2 separate regions of the Mus musculus genome follow, and region 1 is linked to region 2. The links are chromatin contacts, called in public HiChIP or PLAC-seq maps. All regions are on one chromosome and are shown on one strand. Each heading gives the region's core, a stretch centred on a gene start, on an enhancer-like site or on the middle of the called end of the contact. The rest is flanking DNA. Distances are from core to core; before and after follow the strand shown. Region 1 overlaps Lrmda (leucine rich melanocyte differentiation associated). Region 2 holds the start of Lrmda (leucine rich melanocyte differentiation associated).

Region 1 (3,989 bases), core at 164-2,663, 250 kb before region 2:
GGCTAATAGACACATATACACATAAACATATATATATAAATACATATGCATATGTACACATGCCTACTACATATGCATATATATATATACACCTACACACACACACACACACACACATATATATTTTTTTTCACACATGTGCTTTTAGACTTATGACAGAAAAACTAGCCAGTGGGTGATTACCGATTCAACATCCCTATTCCAAGGTTCTAAAAATGGCCCCTACATCTCATTAGAATAAAGGGGGGCTTTGTAATCAAGGAAAATGGCCATTGGGCCAAACAAGAAGAGCAGATTCAACACCAGAAGATAGATATCGAGGTTATTATCCCAATTCTTTGGGGCCAAACAGATGCTGCATCTCTTAGTGCTAATAGGACAGACTGACTCCAAGCCTGTCTCTGAGGACAGCCACTGGACCTGCTGAAAGCAGCAGGCAGGAAGCCTAGTGGGCTGCGGTAATGAAGAGCCAGTGTCTGACACTGGGAAGAACATCGCTATGTGGCACAGTGATTTACTCCGCCCTACTCAGAAATGGTGTAGGAAGTTTGACAACTCATAAAAATCATAAATTATAAATCAATTACTGGAGATAAAGCACATGACTCATCCTGGTCCCATTCATTCACAGGGCTTAAGACCCTCTTGTCAGACCGCCTGAGCTAGGTGAGACAAAGAAGAGAAGCCCCCAGGGACATTTCTGCTGCCCAGCCTTTGTTGGTAAACCTCCGACCCTTGTCGGGTTCACCTTAGTCCAGAAGGGCCTGCCTCAGGAGACGAGCAGGAGATCCTGGGAATACGCTGAAAAGAGCAAGGTGACGTGGCAGTGAATATTAAGAGAAACAATAGGTTCTCCTGGTTCCCAAAATTCCAGATGAAGTGAAAAAATATCCTTTTAAATATTTAGAACATTTAGCCAGAGAAGTCTACACATCCCACAAGCAGACATACCTGCTAACATAACCCACATATCCAGCATTCATCTGGTATCATTTATGATCAACAATTGTTTTTAAAAATTGTTCAATATAGTGTCTGCTGAGTTTCTCGTGCATAAAAGGAGATTTTCCCATTCTTCCAAGAGAAGCCAGAGAGCTCATTCACAGGCTGCGAAAGCTTCTCGTTCTGTCTACTCCCTGGAACCAGAGAGCAAAACAGCCCATGCCACCTCAGGCCTGACAGTCTCTGAAGCAACTGTCTCTATAGCAGTCAGGAAAATGACAAGAGCCCTATCAACTCTTCTGCACATGGGCTGAGGGGATGGTTCAGTCAGTAAAGTACTTTTTCTACAAGCATGGAGATCTGATTTTGATCTCTAGGACCCACAAAAAAGGAGGGGTGAGTGTGGTAGTGTGTACGTGTAGAATCAGCGTTAGGGGGTTAGAGACAAGCAGACACCTGGTGCTCCTTGGCCATCCAACCAAGCCTAACCAGCCAACCTCAGGCCAGTGAAAGACACTATCTCAAAATAATGAGGCAGATGTTGCCTCCTGCCTCCAAACGACACTCCTGCCACCATACCCCACAGCTGCCCCAGTCAAAGAAAACATCAACCTGCCTGAGGCCGCATCACTTCAAAGGTGTTCCTCTCCTCCCACCCCACAGACAAATTTCAAAACCAAGCAAGTAAATGGCAGTGCAAATACTCCTATTAGATATTTATTTTGTTGCAAAGCTTGAAAACAGTCAGGAAAATGGAAAAGTTACTTTTTTTCCCCTACACAAATTTGTTAATGGGTGGCATAATGGGGAGGCCTGTTTGCTGGAAGTATGTGAAACGTCTACAAATTGCCTCTGCCGAGCATTATAGGTTGTCAGACTAATGTAGTTGAAGATAATTTGGCCTTTCAGTGAATTGAACCTCACAGCACGATTATACTCCACAACCAAGTAGAGTGTCACAATTATTCTTTCATGCCGAATTACCATATAATGTCATGAGTCTACCTGTCATAAGTCCTGTAGCCTAGGCTGAATTTTTCCCCCTAAATCTATGGTTCCTGAAAAAAAATAATAATTTTTTTCCTTCTAATGGAAAGCTGATTGTTTTTATCAACAATAAATTTCATAGCAAATCAAAGGATATGCTTGGACAAACAATCCGATACTCAAGGTTAAAAAACATACAAATAATAAATTGCTGGTGTGTCATGTTCAATTTTTACTACAGCATTACACTGCAATAACCATAACAGGATCTAAATTGTTGTCAGAACACTAAACAAACCCCCATACTTCACAAAGGCATCCTGTCTGAGTAATTCACACAACGGAAACAACTATCAAATTTTCCACTGTCCCACCACCACAGCACACATCAGTACAATTTATGTATTTGGACAATTCGTTGAATAAATTACTTCCATCCTGCCGGCTCTTGCCACTTCTGTTAAGAGTCATATCAGTTTTAATTGTCTTTCTGTCTATATGGAGCCACTGTTTTTCTGGCTTTTTCCTGTGTTATTTCCTAAGCTCCAAAATAGATTATGAATACCCATCAAAGCCAGGCGCCGGGACAGTGGACTGCAAGAGAGGGGCTTCCTGCCGGGGGCCAGCAGTGCCTCCTTGTCTTTCTACGTGGGAGCTATGGGACGTGTTCTCGGGAGGGTTACAGATCATGGTATTGTGAGCAAACACGGTCTTTCCAACATTGTAAGTAGCTAAATGCTAAAGGTATCCAAGACCCCTCAATCTGCTCATGACAGCATGCAGCCCACCATGGGACATAGACTTAGCCTACGTATAACAGCCCTGATGGTCAGAATCAAGCTTGTGTCAGACCCCGCTGACCATTGCCGCTCCTCCAGCAAAGGACAAGCCCAACCTCTAGACTGAGTAACTAGCCTTGTTCACAGGGGTGTGGGGTGGTATTGGGATGGGGTTGGGGGTTGGAGACAACACATTAGAAGTACAAAGGATGAGCATCATGAGCAGGTATAAACTCGGTCTGTACCAGGAGAAGGGAATGACTTCCCATAGTGATCCTTGCCAATGCTTCCAACAGCAGGCTAAATTGACATGGACCAAAGGGAATCAGATCAATTGAATACAACTGTTTCTTAAATGAGCTCTTCTTAGGTCGGCCTCTAGTTTAGCAAGTTGCATTTGTGTGGCCAAAGCAGCCTGCCAGGTTGGATAACTTCAAGGACACGTGTGCCCAAGAGGCTCCCATATAGCCCAAACCATTCTGGGTGCCAATTCCATAAGTTCACCCCATCCATGTCCTCATACCCACATAGAGACTCACATACCAAAATGCTATGATCTAAGGTATTCAAAACCCATTAACCTCTGTTTACTATTTCCAACCAGGAACTCCATCAGTGAACAGACACACAACACAAGCTCTGCTCTGAATCAAAGAGCTGGATTATTGAGTGCTCAGGATAACTCAGTTTTGCTTCTAGAAATAAAAAGGGGGGAATGTTCAGCAGGGTGAGCCTTAGAGCCCTTGCTTTCCAGTTAACTTGGTAGCCTTGCTGGTGCTTTCGAGTTAACTTGGTAGCCTTGCTGGGTAGCAGAAAGTAAGTCTTTCTTTATAACCCCAAAAGCAATAATAAACAGAGAACTATGATTTACTCCAAACCTTCCTATTATTAAAACGCTTTGTCTTATGGTTTTATTGATTTACAATCTGTCCTGCTTACTTTTTTAGCATCTGAAAACAATCAAAGCACAAAGCTGCAAAATGTTTGGACATTAATTGTTAGGAGACAGCATTTTATTCCAGGCGAGGGGTTTGAGACCTCGACACCGATGCATTCTGGTACCGAGTGATTTATGGTCTTCTAGCAATAACGATGCACCAGGGCCATTAACATATTGGCAGGCCCTAGGATGGATTAGTGGCATTGATTATTTCATGGGCCACTGATACCCATTTGTTACGAAGAGCTCAAAGATGGCCTCTCCCTGACTAAAATCTTTTTATGAGCAGACAGCATTTTAAGTATTAGGAACCTGGGATTTGGGCCATTTTTTATCATCTT
Region 2 (3,631 bases), core at 400-2,899:
AACAAGGAAGTCTTGGGAAGTTTCAACCTCACTGTCAAGTTCTCCAGGAACTTGGAAGAAACTAAGCACAAAGAATGCTGGGACCAGAAATGCAGAGACCACAGTATGCAGGGGGAGAGGACCCTGCTTTGTAGGCAGATGCATGAGGGCAGGACCCCCTTCCCGGGCACACACCCCTCTTTCTAGGAAGCCAAACCTCCCAGAAGCCCCTATACCCTGGCTTAAAATAAGATTCTCCTTTTCTGGCCGCTCAGTGGAGGCTGACAGCAGCCTGGCAGGCTCACTGCTGAGCTCTGGACTTGTGCCTGTCTGAGACTCCAGGCAGAGCCAGGGATCCTAGGAGATTAGGCCAATAGGGGCAGCAGAGAGATGGCAATTCAGCTTATTTCCATCAATACCTGCAGGGTGCCTGGTGCATAGAAGTCACTCAATAAATGTATTCAGTTGAGGAATAAACTACCAGACTCTGTTTTTTTAAAAAAAAAAAAAAAAAATGGAGTAGTTTGGTAGGGTGCACCCAGCAGGTATTTGTGTTTCCCCTTTGTAAAACTCTGAGGCCTCTGAGGAAGAACAATTCCCTTATCCCTGATGCTCTGAGCCTAAAGGGAGAACTTTCACCCTGTCTCCCTAGGGTGGAGAACTTTGCATAGTGAGTGCTGGCTTCATGGGAGGCAAAGCAAAAGAGAAACTACTTTTTTTTTCAGCACATACAGGGTCCCTGCTCAGCCTAGGGGAGTTTACCAGAGACCTTACCAAAGAGCTGAAAACGGGCACTGCGGGGTGTCTACCATCCAGTCTTGCCATGCCTTAGTGACACCTCTTCAAGAACCAGAGTAAAAATGTAGCACACCCTGGGCCTCCACCAGCCTTGAAAAGGAACCTCATTGTGAAAACAGAGCTCCTCCAGCCCCCGGCCAGGCGACACTCTGTGGTTTTCGTTGTGGCTCTGATGACTCTGTGCGCTTTGCTGCCATGCCCCCTCCCCCCTTTCTCCCATGTAAATGTATCAGATCATTTGTACAGTTGCCCTGGTATCAATAGGTAAACGGTTGCGTATTAAAACATTTTTCTTGCACCCTAAAAGTTCTTCTAAAACCCGCATTGTGAAAGAAGAAACTGAACCACTTTTGGTGAAAAATATGAGCCACCAGCACTGGGTCGCATGGAGAAGTTAGTCCCTAAGTGTTGATCAGTGTGACTCTAAGGACAGAGGGAGTTGGGGGATCTCAACTGCTTATCACACCACTACAAAGTGTGGCAGGATCAAAAGAAGAGTCTGACCCTTCTTCAACTTGGAGAAAGTGTGGGTACTTGGCACACATCACCTGCACATGCGACCTCCTCCCAGGGAAAAGGCACTCAGGTTAAAAGCCTTGGAGACCCGTGCCCCTCTGTCCCTCCCATCCCCAACTGGATCCCGGGACTAGATGGGGCTCACTTGGACCGACTTACTTGAGTTCCACTGACCATGAGCCCAGCCATTGTGGCAGGAACCCAGCAGGCGGGCGGCACTGAGCAGGGTGGCGGGCGGCGCAGTTCCGCACTGGGAGGTCAGCTGACCAACGGAAGCCCTAGACTCCGGTCGGCCACCAAGAACTGTGCGCAGCAGCGCTGCCGCCGCTGGCTGGCTCAACCCGGTGCACGTGAACCTGCACCTCCGGGCAGCTCGCAGCGGGTGGCCCGCGGCGCTGCACCCAGCGTGGGAACCCCACGCGACTACTCCTCTCTCCTGCCCAGTTCCTGTCCGGTTCCTCTACGGCCCCCGCTCCCCAAAAGGTGCCCCTTCCAGAATCCAATGCCCAGAGCTTTATTGCATTCATCAGACTCAGACTTGAAGTGAAGGGTGAAGGGGGTCCCCATCGTGGACGTGTCAGCAGAGTTGCTGCTAGTTCCCGACTCAGAACTGGGCCTTCCCAGAATTTCACAATCTAGGTTACATAACCGTCCTCAACTGCTGGAAGGAGGGGCCTCTTCACTCAAAGTCCCCAGTACAGTCTAAAAAGTATGAGCTTGCTAGCAGTGGGGAATGGGTCTCCTGGTGGGATGGAGTTTCCATTTGTTAGAGAGAAGGCTACAAGGAAAGGTTGAATTTTCCCCTTAAAGTGTCAGCTGGTCATACAGCCCCTACTCTCTTCAGGCCCACCACCACCGCAGTAGCTGACAGTAATGAAAGTTAGGGCAGGAATATTGATAATGTCTCCTACTCTCAGGATCCTTTTGTTCTTATTCTCCTCCAAGGGAAGAGACATGTGTAAGAATCAAAGCTATTAATCCTGTCGGCAGCACACACACGAGCCTAAACACACATACGTGTATACACACACACACACACACACCCCTCCCACCTCACCCTCACCCTCCAGAAGGAAGAAGTGACCATTGTCACCTCCTGACTGGGAAATCCAACCCAAGACCAGCAGCTCCCACATTCCAGATTTCCCTCTGGAACCTTCTTCTTGCCTGCTCTTGCCTTCCCACCTCCACCCTAAGGATGGTGCCAGTCCTTACCTATCATTGGGGTCGTGGCTGATAGATAGGCCTAGAGCAAAGTCACGTTAGCAAGAGAAAAACACATTTAATCCAAGTTTTCCATGGTAGGGGAGCCTTCAGAAATGAAGGTGTGGTGGATGGGAAACCACAGGCCTGTAATGACAGCACTTGAGGGGCTGAGGCGGTATCTCAAACTGGAGGCCCGACGGGGCTACATAACAAGACTGTGTCTCTGAGAAGAAAATAGTGTGTATGTCCGTGTGTGTGTGTGTGTGTGTGTGTGTGTGTGTGTGTGTGTGTGCGTGTGTGTGTGTTCATGTGTGTGTGTATGTGTGTGTATGTATATGTTGGTATGTGTGTGTGTTCATGTGTATTCGTGTGTGTGTGTGTATGTGTATGTATTCATGTATGTTCGTGTGTGCATGTGTGTGCATGTGTGTGTGCATGTGTATGCATTCATGTATGTTCATGTGTGTGTGTGTGCATGTGTATGTATTCATGTATGTTCGTGTGTGTGTGCGCTCGCGTGCGCTCGCACAAAGATACAGCTCAGACTGGATGAAGCTGAGTTAGCTGAACAGGAATATGACGGACAAAAGGGTGCACTATTGAGTGTGTAAACATTAAAGGGAGAGGGCAGGAGAGCATCCCTCCCCCAGGGAGCCCACTGGGACTCTTCTGGGATCAGGATCTAAGGACTCTCCATCATACAAGGCAACTTGATTTCTTTGCGACCAGCTCCCACCCAGAAAGACAGCTTCAAGTAGGATCTCTAGGATGTAAGTCTTGCTCTGAGGGAGAGGGGGTCAGGTTCCCAGGATCCACCTTGGGGATGAGGAGTCTTGGCTTCTATGACTCATTTCTAGAGAGAGACGGTGCTGGAGACAGAAGAGCAGGAGACAGGAAGAGACTGCTTCTGAGGCTGAGCTGGGACCTTCCCTTCCCCATAATTATTATTACATTGTGTGTGTGTCCATTATAACATATATACATGTTCGCACTTGAAGAGGTGGATGACAGCTTTCGAAAGTTGGATCTCTCCTACCAAGCAGGTCCAGGAGAACTAACTCAGGCCCTTGGGCTTGACAGTGGTCACCTTTACCAGCTTAACCATCTCACTGTGCTCCCACCCTTTCCCCTT

What was found. HiChIP or PLAC-seq counts read pairs in DNA pulled down with a chosen protein or histone mark.
Region 1: an H3K4me3 HiChIP or PLAC-seq map of the SCID.adh cell line shows a contact between it and region 2, with 8 read pairs. The contact joins the enhancer-like site here to the promoter of Lrmda in region 2. A contact is called at or near these places in 8 of 115 datasets of contacts at active chromatin or transcription factors (the SCID.adh cell line, acute myeloid leukemia, bone marrow-derived macrophages and 5 more) and 3 of 9 other capture datasets (liver, macrophages and pancreatic islet).

Annotation. Positions count from the first base shown.
Region 1 is chr14:22,268,430-22,272,418 of GRCm38.p6, reverse strand. All of the region lies in intron 2 of Lrmda (leucine rich melanocyte differentiation associated), which reads right to left. Among named protein-coding and RNA genes, the nearest start is that of Gm41107, 240 kb to the right of the region's middle. Within about 2 kb of position 1,413, at least 7 of the 459 cell types and tissues checked have an H3K27ac peak or open chromatin away from gene starts, as enhancers often do. A contact at or near this core is called in the SCID.adh cell line, where this site is marked.
Region 2 is chr14:22,017,730-22,021,360 of GRCm38.p6, reverse strand. It overlaps Lrmda (leucine rich melanocyte differentiation associated), which reads right to left and starts at 1,649. Exons shown (of 7, transcript NM_028275.1): 1 at 1,453-1,649. The coding sequence starts at 1,482. Gm41106 (a long non-coding RNA gene) reads right to left here. Exons shown (of 2, transcript XR_874397.2): 2 at 2,556-3,631.